Linked DNA regions of Sus scrofa: regions 2 and 3 are each linked to region 1. A link is a contact called in public promoter capture Hi-C data. All regions are on one chromosome and are shown on one strand. Each heading gives the region's core, a stretch centred on a gene start, on an enhancer-like site or on the middle of the called end of the contact. The rest is flanking DNA. Distances are from core to core; before and after follow the strand shown.

Region 1 (2,625 bases), core at 81-2,580:
TCATCAATAAATGAGGAGAAAATGAACTCTAGTATGCATTCATTCACAAGTCACCCTCTTTGGGTCTCAGTGTTCTCATAAAAATTTTGTTCATTCTGTCAGAACTGTTACATTATTCCTAAAATTCTGGGTTTCCAGCCATTTCACAACTTTCCAAATTCTTCTGGCAGAAATGTAAGACAGCAATAAAATAAAATTTGTAATCTGTCAAGATCAAATGAGCAAATAAACATGAAGATGCAAGGGAAAGACCTCAAAAGGTGGTTGAAAACATCTAAGGTGCAGAGTAAAGCCAGTTTGTAAAGTGTAGAGATTGATTACAAAAGCTTAGGAGTTACTGTGATCCATGATTATTAAATATAACCAGATAATATTTCAGTGATCATGTGCCAAACTTGCTTTTCTTTCAAATTAAAAATTATACCTACATTTGCATATTTGTGTATTATATTTGTGACAATATGCACTGATTATTCTTTCCCTTCCACTGCTGCACCCTCATATCCTATCCCCACATTAGCTAGTGAAACAAGATATTTTTGAGACTAGAAATTGCTTTCTTAACAGTAGGTTTTCCATACAATTCCATATATAGTCAGGTATTCCAAGCAGGGTGTTTAATTGATAATTTGCTTGGCAACTGGGACATTAGATGATGTACCATCTAGACAGTGACTATATTTCATTTACATCAAATTATCGGAAAATGAACCTTATTTCTCAGAGCCTAGCAGTGACTGGCACATAATTGAATGAAAGAAGTAGACAAAGAATATCAATATTCATTTATATAATGATTACTTAAGGAGAAATGTACATTCTAGCATAAAGACTTCTGACAGCCTTTTGCTTAAATTACACTTGACTTTTCCCTACGGGCAAGTTTACTGCTAGTGAAATTCCTAGAAAGGCCTGGGGAGAAGACTGGAGATACAGAAAGGAGCCAGGATTCCGGACAGAAGGCGTTTGGGGGACGTTACGGGGCTAGCAGGAAAACGTTTGGTCCTGGAGGAGTTCAGAAACCCAGCAGTCCGACAAACCCAGGGCACAGAGACGAACGCTGCCCTCGGGCCTCGGCTGGAAGCTTTGCAGAGTCAAGGGAAGGCGTCGCGCAACCTGCCGCAGGGGCAGCTCCGAGGCCCGGCCCGCGTGGCGTTTCCCCGCCCCGCCCCGGGAGCGGCGTGATGGGGGCGTGCTCCCGGGCGGCCCCGCCCCCGCCCGCCGCCCTGTGGGTCACAATGTAGGGTTAGGGCGGCCGGCGGGCGGGGCTCGGCGGGGGAGGAGCTGCCGGGCGGGGGCGGTGACGGCGGCTGGGGGAGGGGAAGGGAGGAGGAGTCGCGGAGGGAGGAGGACAGCGCCATTCCGGCCGGCCGCTCCCTCTGTCCCCTCTCCCTTCCCCGCAGTGGCCCGCGAGCCGCCAGTGAAGGAGCGCGCGCGCGCGCGCCCGTGACGCGTCCGGGCTTGCTTGCGCCCTCCCGCGCCCCAGCGTCGGCCGCCAGCTCATGGCCCGGGCCGGGGCCGACGAGCCGCGCTAAGGCGGGCCGCGCGGAGTCGTGGGGCCGCCGCCGTGGCCCTCCCTGTCCGCACCTCGCCGCCACCCCCGGTGCCCGCGCACGCCGGCCGCCATCGCCTTCGCGCCTGGCTGGCGGGGGCGCTGTTTTCCCCCGCCGTCCGCGCCGCTCCCTGGAGCTCGGCGGAGCGCGGCTGCCAGGGCCGGCGGAGGCACGAGGAGCCGGACCCCGTTGCCTGTGTCGCCGCCGGCGCCGCGGGGGCCATGACCGTGGAGCAGAACGTGCTGCAGCAGAGCGCGGCGCAGAAGGTGAGGCGAGCCCGCGAGCCGGCGCGGCCCAGCCCGGCTCCTCCTTCCGACGTGCCGCCTGGCCCGCCTCGGCTGGGAGCTCCCCGGTCTCCCTCGCCGCCGCCCCGGCCTCGGCTGCCCCGGCGTCCCCCCCGCTCCCCGCTCCCCGCCGCCCTACCCTTCTTGGGGGCGAAGCGCCCAGTTCCGGGCTGTGTGTGGAAAGCGAGGTGTAGTTAGCGGGTTTCACTCCAGTTCCTTCTCGCCGATTGTTTTCCTGTAACAGACGGTGCCGGGTGTTTATTGAGAGCGACCTCGCATTCCTACACTCCTCTCTCTGACTTCTTAATTAAACTTTATCTTCCTCCTCTTTAAAAAAGAAGAAATAGCCAGGTTGTCACCCTTTCCGAACACAGTTTTTATTTTCAAGGGAGGAGCATTCCAGGCCTGCTATTTTGCAAAAAGGTCTCCACCAGAATTGAATTGCCTGCCTGGCGGGGCAGGTACGTTAACCAGGTGGATTCAATGTAAAAGTAGAGGGTTTGGTTCGTTCCCTTTTTTCTTTTTTTCTTTTTCTTTTTCTTTGTTTTGTTATGTTTCTTTTTTTCTTTTTTTCTCCCTGAATATAGAAACTGGCCATGTTTAGTCCAGGAATCGTTTGTCCCCTAAGTTTGACCTTGTAACACATTCAAATGGTCACTCACTTAAGTTAAAAAAAAATGTGGGTTTGTGAAGCTTCAGATCTTCTACAGTAAGCAGTGAGAGATGCTTCCCCCCCCCAGATTTTGCTTTCCGAATCTCAAATGCACTATCATGGCTTGCACCATATC
Region 2 (2,625 bases), core at 70-2,569, 1.8 Mb after region 1:
AAACCCTTATCTTTAACAGATCTCCACACTACATACGTGACAAAATTTCCAACCATTCAAGAAACTTTAGTTTAACCTTATAACTAGTTCAGCATAAAGTAGTTCTGTAAAGGTCATGCCATAAAATGAATCTATACTGTATCCTTACCATCAATATTTAGTTCAAAACAAACGTGGCAGAAGGAGAGTGTTTCTTTATCTGTTCCCAGTTTACAAACACTGCAAATGTTGTCATCATTCAAATCAATGTTTACAAACTGCTCCTCTTCGTTCATAGTGTCCCTATTAAGAAACAAAAAAGGAAAGTTACACAATTTCAAGAACTCGCCATTACAGCAACATCAGGAACTTCTAGGAAGAGAGGACGCTGCTCAATTTATCTAATACAACAGCCCCATCAAACATCGCCATACTTGTACTTAAATATTTCACTTTTATTAAGTCACACTATGCCTAAGTACCTTTCTTGGTCCTGTTTTTGATTGAGGATATCTGCCAGAAAGCAGTTTTCAGGTATTCTAGTCCGCCCCCACCCCATCGCGGACGAGGCACAGAAAGAAAGAGCTTAGTAGAGAGGCCTATGCAGCTCTCAGGGTCCGCAACCTACTTCACCCTGTTAAACGTAGGGAGAACAATCCGCTCGGGACACTGCTTCGCTAACTTCGTTGTGGGAACCTGAGATGCGTTTCGCTAGCTCGGCGTGGCGAGGTTTCCTATCCTGAGATCCGAGGCAGGAAAATGCACGTGGAAAAGCGAACACTGGGGAGTGGGTCCCGCCTGTGTCCAAAGCATCCACACGGAAGGCCCGGCAGCGGCTCCGCTGTGCTGCTTGGCACGGCCGGAGGCGGGGTGGCCAGGCCAGGCCAAGGGTCCCGGAGCCTGGCAGACGGGACGGGACTGCCGTGTCCCTTCGCCCCGGGCTTCATCCCACTCAGGGAGAAAGCGTTCGAGGGCCACCGCAGCCAGTCCGCCCAGACTGGGCGCCTCGGGGAGCCGGGTTCCCTCCCGGTCTCTGGGGTTGGGGGCAAGCGGCTGACCCTCGGGGTGCCGCGGTCCCCGGACGTCTCTTTGACCGTCCGCCCTGGCGCCAGGCGCGGAATAGCGCCAGGGTCCACGGAGCTCAGAGTGCAAAGGCGGCGGGACCGCGGGGCCGGGGACCCGGGCGCAGGCGGGTCGGGGTCAGGGCAGCGGGGTCTTTACCGTCCAGCCTCGCGCGCCGCCGCAGCCGATCCGCGCGGCTCGGACTCTTCCACTATTGTTTCCGGCCGCAGCGCGGGCGGCAGCGGCAGCGAAGACGGCCGCGCACCGGCCCCGCCCCCTCCCGCCGGTGCCATCCCTCCGAGGCTCTGGGGGGGATGGAGGGGCGGCGCGGCCCAGAGGAGAGCTGCGCGCTAGCTCAGCAGCGCCGGCTGCCCCCCGCCCCCCTGCTGCACCGACGCCGAGTTCTCAACTCGGATTTTCTCCTGCTTCTGGGTCTCTGGGCTCAGGTCCCTTACCGTTCTGCGGAAGGTGGCTCCTCACACGCCCCCTCCTCGAGGCAAGTAGATAGAGGAGTCCGTTACCACCTCCCCCTTTTCGCGTAGTGGAAACTGCTGCCCCCGGGCGGGGGCCGCGGGGGGCGGGGGCAGAAAAGAGGCGAGTGTATGCGAGCGAGGGACTGAGATGCGGGTAGAACTTTGTGTGACATCGGTAGACTGGAGCAAAATAGTGTCGCTGAACTTTCAGTTATGTACCAGTTGAAGTATCTAATGAGGGAAGAGTTCATGTTTCAGGTTTCATAATTTGGAGATAATTTCAAATTCAGAACCTTATTTTTTTTACAGATTGTTATAGAAATGGGGCGCCCCTCCCCTGAAATACGGCTCATTCTTTGTACGCCCACGAGGATAATCCCGGAGCCCCACCTCTCATTTAAAAAAACTGTGGCACTTAAGATCTTTTCCGGCTTGGCTTGACATTTTATGCCATTCTTATTTTTTAAAGATTATAATTCATGTAATACTTTCACTTACATTTTCTATTGTAAACTTCAGTCTAGAGAAGAGAAAAGAGAAGAGTTCTCTCTCTCTCTCTCTCTCTTTTTTTTTTTTTTTTGGCATCCGAAAAATGACTACCAGATTATCAGTTGGTTAGAAACAGCTGGGACTTGAACACAAGGCTGCCGATGGTTATTTTCCAGAGCATCACAAATGCTCTGTATTGGTTACACTGTATCGGATACACTAACACAGAGGAAGGGGATTAGGATGTTAACCTACATGTGATTGGTGGTAGGAATGGATTCTACAGATCTTGAGAATTTCTAGATCAAATTTGCATTTGATGTAAACCATCAGTGACTAAGAGAAGTGATCTGTGTTCTTGCTACATAAAGTGTAGGAAATGAACCAGCCTCAATGGCCTCACTTTCCTGGTATCTTGTTAGAAATGTAGACGATCAAGTCTCAGCCAAGACTTCTGATCAGAACCTGCATTTTAACAGGATTCCCAGGTCTTGATTCCTGTGTACATTTGTTTGAGACGATGTAATTGAAATAGAATAGTGTGTGTGTTTTCTATTTGAATTTCACATTCTAGATCAATATGACTAAAATATCTTGTATTTTGGATTCTACTCATCTTTTC
Region 3 (2,625 bases), core at 42-2,541, 1.2 Mb before region 1:
GCTATTTAGATTTACAGTTTTATGTTTTATATATCATTATTGTTAACATTTTCACAGCAAAACCTGTTGTTAAAGGTTAAACCTCTTTATCCCCCTCTTTTTTCCTTTCAAAAGGATGAAATGAATAAGCTGTATTAAAATAATTTTGGAAGTTGCTTAGACATTAAACTGTCACTTCATAACAGAACATAGTTACCTTTTTCTGTATTAAATATGAATTAAGGAAATACTTCTTACAGATATTTAGGGAAGGAGAATAATAAAAGTATGTAACCCTGATGAAAACACAAAGCTCCTTAAAGTCAGGTTTCGTTTATCATTGTATTCCCTGCACCAAGAATGGTCCCTAGCCAACTTCAGATTGTTCAATAAATATTAATTGATGGAAAAAAAAATATGTATGAACCAAAGCCATGAAAATTGTATACATGGGTGATGAAGAAAGAGGCCGCTTTAAATTTACAATTAATCTTTTATTTGGCTTCAGGACACTGTGTTATACACCTGTGTCCATCCATGTTACATACAACCCCAAACGACAATTTGTAGGAGTCAGTTTAACTAATTGTTAGCTCATCCTCATCAACACATAACTCAAAGAAATGAAATCAGGTGCCAATCCCACTTTCCTCTTGCTCCTACATACGCATTTCGAAGCATTTCACCACTTTCTCGTCCCGAGAGGGTAATTTCTTCCAAGATTGGTGGAAAGAACATTGGACAATACATCAAAGAGGCCCGGACCTCTCAAAATCCAGCATCCCAGGAATCCACAGGTCAGGATGCTGCTGCTTGCTCCTCCCCTTCCTCCACAAAGGGGTCTAGGAGACGCACATTCTGGCAGCCTCTCAAAAGCCCCTATTCAACCAAAGATTCAAAGATCGACATTCTCTAGAAAAGAATTCTTCCCAATGCCCGAGGTCCCTGGAATGTACGCAGAGGATGGCCGCCAGCCCTACCTGGGCCTACTGCGGCCCAGGCCTTCCTAGAAGAGACCCCCAACCCGACGTCGCAAACAGCCCCAAACCGCCTCTAAGTCATCTTTCTGGCGCCCTTCCAGCTGCGCCAGCGGGATCCAGCACATACGACAACCGCCTCCTCCAGCCCGGCCTCCCCAAACCGCTCCGGTGCCCGAAACAACCTCAGAGACCCCGGTCACTGACCTAAGATCGTCATCTCTCCAGCCATCACAGTCCCGCCGAAGAGGCTTGGGATGACTGTACCAGATATGAGGCACCGCCCCCACACCGCCCCGGCAGCCCCGCGCTTCCCTGGGAAATGTAGTCCAATTGCTGCGATGCGGCCGGAGAAACTACACCGCCGGCTGGAGAAAGGACTTCATTTACCATGAGGACGCGGAGCTAAGGGCCCCCATTCAACCGCTGCCAGTGACGCCTGAGCCGCCCTCCCACGCACGGACGACCGAGCCAATTAGGCTGAGCTGGAGGAGAGCAGAGCGGAGGGACTGGGTTTACCCAGCAAACCTGAAGGGCCTCGAGCCAAATTGAGGTAAAAACTCTCCTTTAGCACCGCCCCACAGCTTTGCATTCTGGGAAGGGTAGTTTTGGCCTCTCTGCGCTCGCCTGTGGGAGAGTGAGGACCGTTAGGTTACTGCGTTTTGGTGATGTCGCTAAGCAGGCCCAGGGTCCAGCCTTTGTTATGTTGTAGATACTAGCTTTTGAAGCATGCTGTTTTGCCTTGAATCTTAGATTCCAGATGCGGGTGCGTAAACGTACCCCCCCCCCCGCTCCGCCCCGCGCCCCCAGCATCCCTAGAAGAGGCCCTGCCGCAGTGCGGGCAGGCGAAGGGGGAAGCAGGGGCGGGCGTCCCTGTAACTCCCTAAAGATCATCGGTCCTCTGCTTTTGTTTTGAGAAAAATGAATTCAGGAAGTCTTCAGTCAGATTTATCCAAAGGTGGTGGGGGACACACACATTTTCTCTATTGCTAACACTGAGGTGGCCTAAGAAAACAAAAATCTAAACAAAATACCCTAGCTTTCTCTTAAGTCATAAGTGATAGGAATGGTTTCATTCATACACAGATCCCATAACATGCTGTGGACATTCAGGACACTTGGGAAGCGTTTTTCTGGTTATAGTCTCTTTAACAGACGCGATTTTTCTCGCTTCGTGGTCACTGGTAGTACTTAATTGGCGCCTTCTGAGAGTATTTTGTCCATTACTGCAGTTGAAGTTCGTTAAAACTATGACCCGGAGACTTGAAATCTATTTCCTCACCTTAATTATAAGTCAAACAATCCCGTTGACAAGAGGTCAGCCTGCTAGGGGAATAATCTGCCACTGGATTTCTAGAAGATTTAAAAATATGTATGAAAATATTGATAGTTGCTGAAACTGAATTATGTTTCATGGGGATTCATTATAATGTTGTCTCCACTTTTGTGTATTTTTAAAAAGTATTTCATAATGCAAAGAATAAAAAGTGTATATATATTTATTGTGAATACTATTCTCTCTCATTTCCTTAGGAAGAATGCATAATTCAAACACTTAATTCATGAAAATCATTTATTGAGCACAGTGTTAGCCGCTAGTAACAACCAGGAGAGAAAGAAGGTAAACACATAAATGTAATTTATTATGATGTATAACACAATTGCAATA

The links. Promoter capture Hi-C pulls out the DNA fragments that hold promoters and counts their contacts.
Region 2: a contact with region 1 is called in a promoter capture Hi-C map of fetal liver, with 2.9 times the contacts expected there. The contact joins the promoter of C13H21orf91 here to the promoter of USP25 in region 1. A contact is called at or near these places in 1 of 5 promoter capture datasets (fetal liver) and 1 of 2 datasets of contacts at active chromatin or transcription factors (alveolar macrophages).
Region 3: a promoter capture Hi-C map of liver shows a contact between it and region 1, with 3 times the contacts expected there. The contact joins the promoter of HSPA13 here to the promoter of USP25 in region 1. A contact is called at or near these places in 3 of 5 promoter capture datasets (fetal liver, fetal skeletal muscle and liver), 4 of 47 Hi-C or Micro-C datasets (blood, heart right ventricle, retroperitoneal adipose tissue and 1 more) and 2 of 2 datasets of contacts at active chromatin or transcription factors (alveolar macrophages and skeletal muscle).

What each region holds. Positions count from the first base shown.
Region 1 is chr13:180,569,689-180,572,313 of Sscrofa11.1, forward strand. It overlaps USP25 (ubiquitin carboxyl-terminal hydrolase 25), which reads left to right and starts at 1,331. Exons shown (of 24, transcript XM_021070825.1): 1 at 1,331-1,819. The coding sequence starts at 1,775.
Region 2 is chr13:182,407,743-182,410,367 of Sscrofa11.1, forward strand. C13H21orf91 (protein EURL homolog) reads right to left here and starts at 1,320. Exons shown (of 5, transcript XM_003483342.4): 1 at 1,201-1,320; 2 at 149-282. The coding sequence starts at 275. It overlaps CHODL (chondrolectin), which reads left to right and starts at 1,378. Exons shown (of 10, transcript XM_013981213.2): 1 at 1,378-1,537.
Region 3 is chr13:179,320,006-179,322,630 of Sscrofa11.1, forward strand. HSPA13 (heat shock 70 kDa protein 13) reads right to left here and starts at 1,292. Exons shown (of 5, transcript XM_001924920.6): 1 at 1,164-1,292. The coding sequence starts at 1,188. LOC102161811 (a long non-coding RNA gene) reads left to right here and starts at 1,379. Exons shown (of 7, transcript XR_002338005.1): 1 at 1,379-1,509.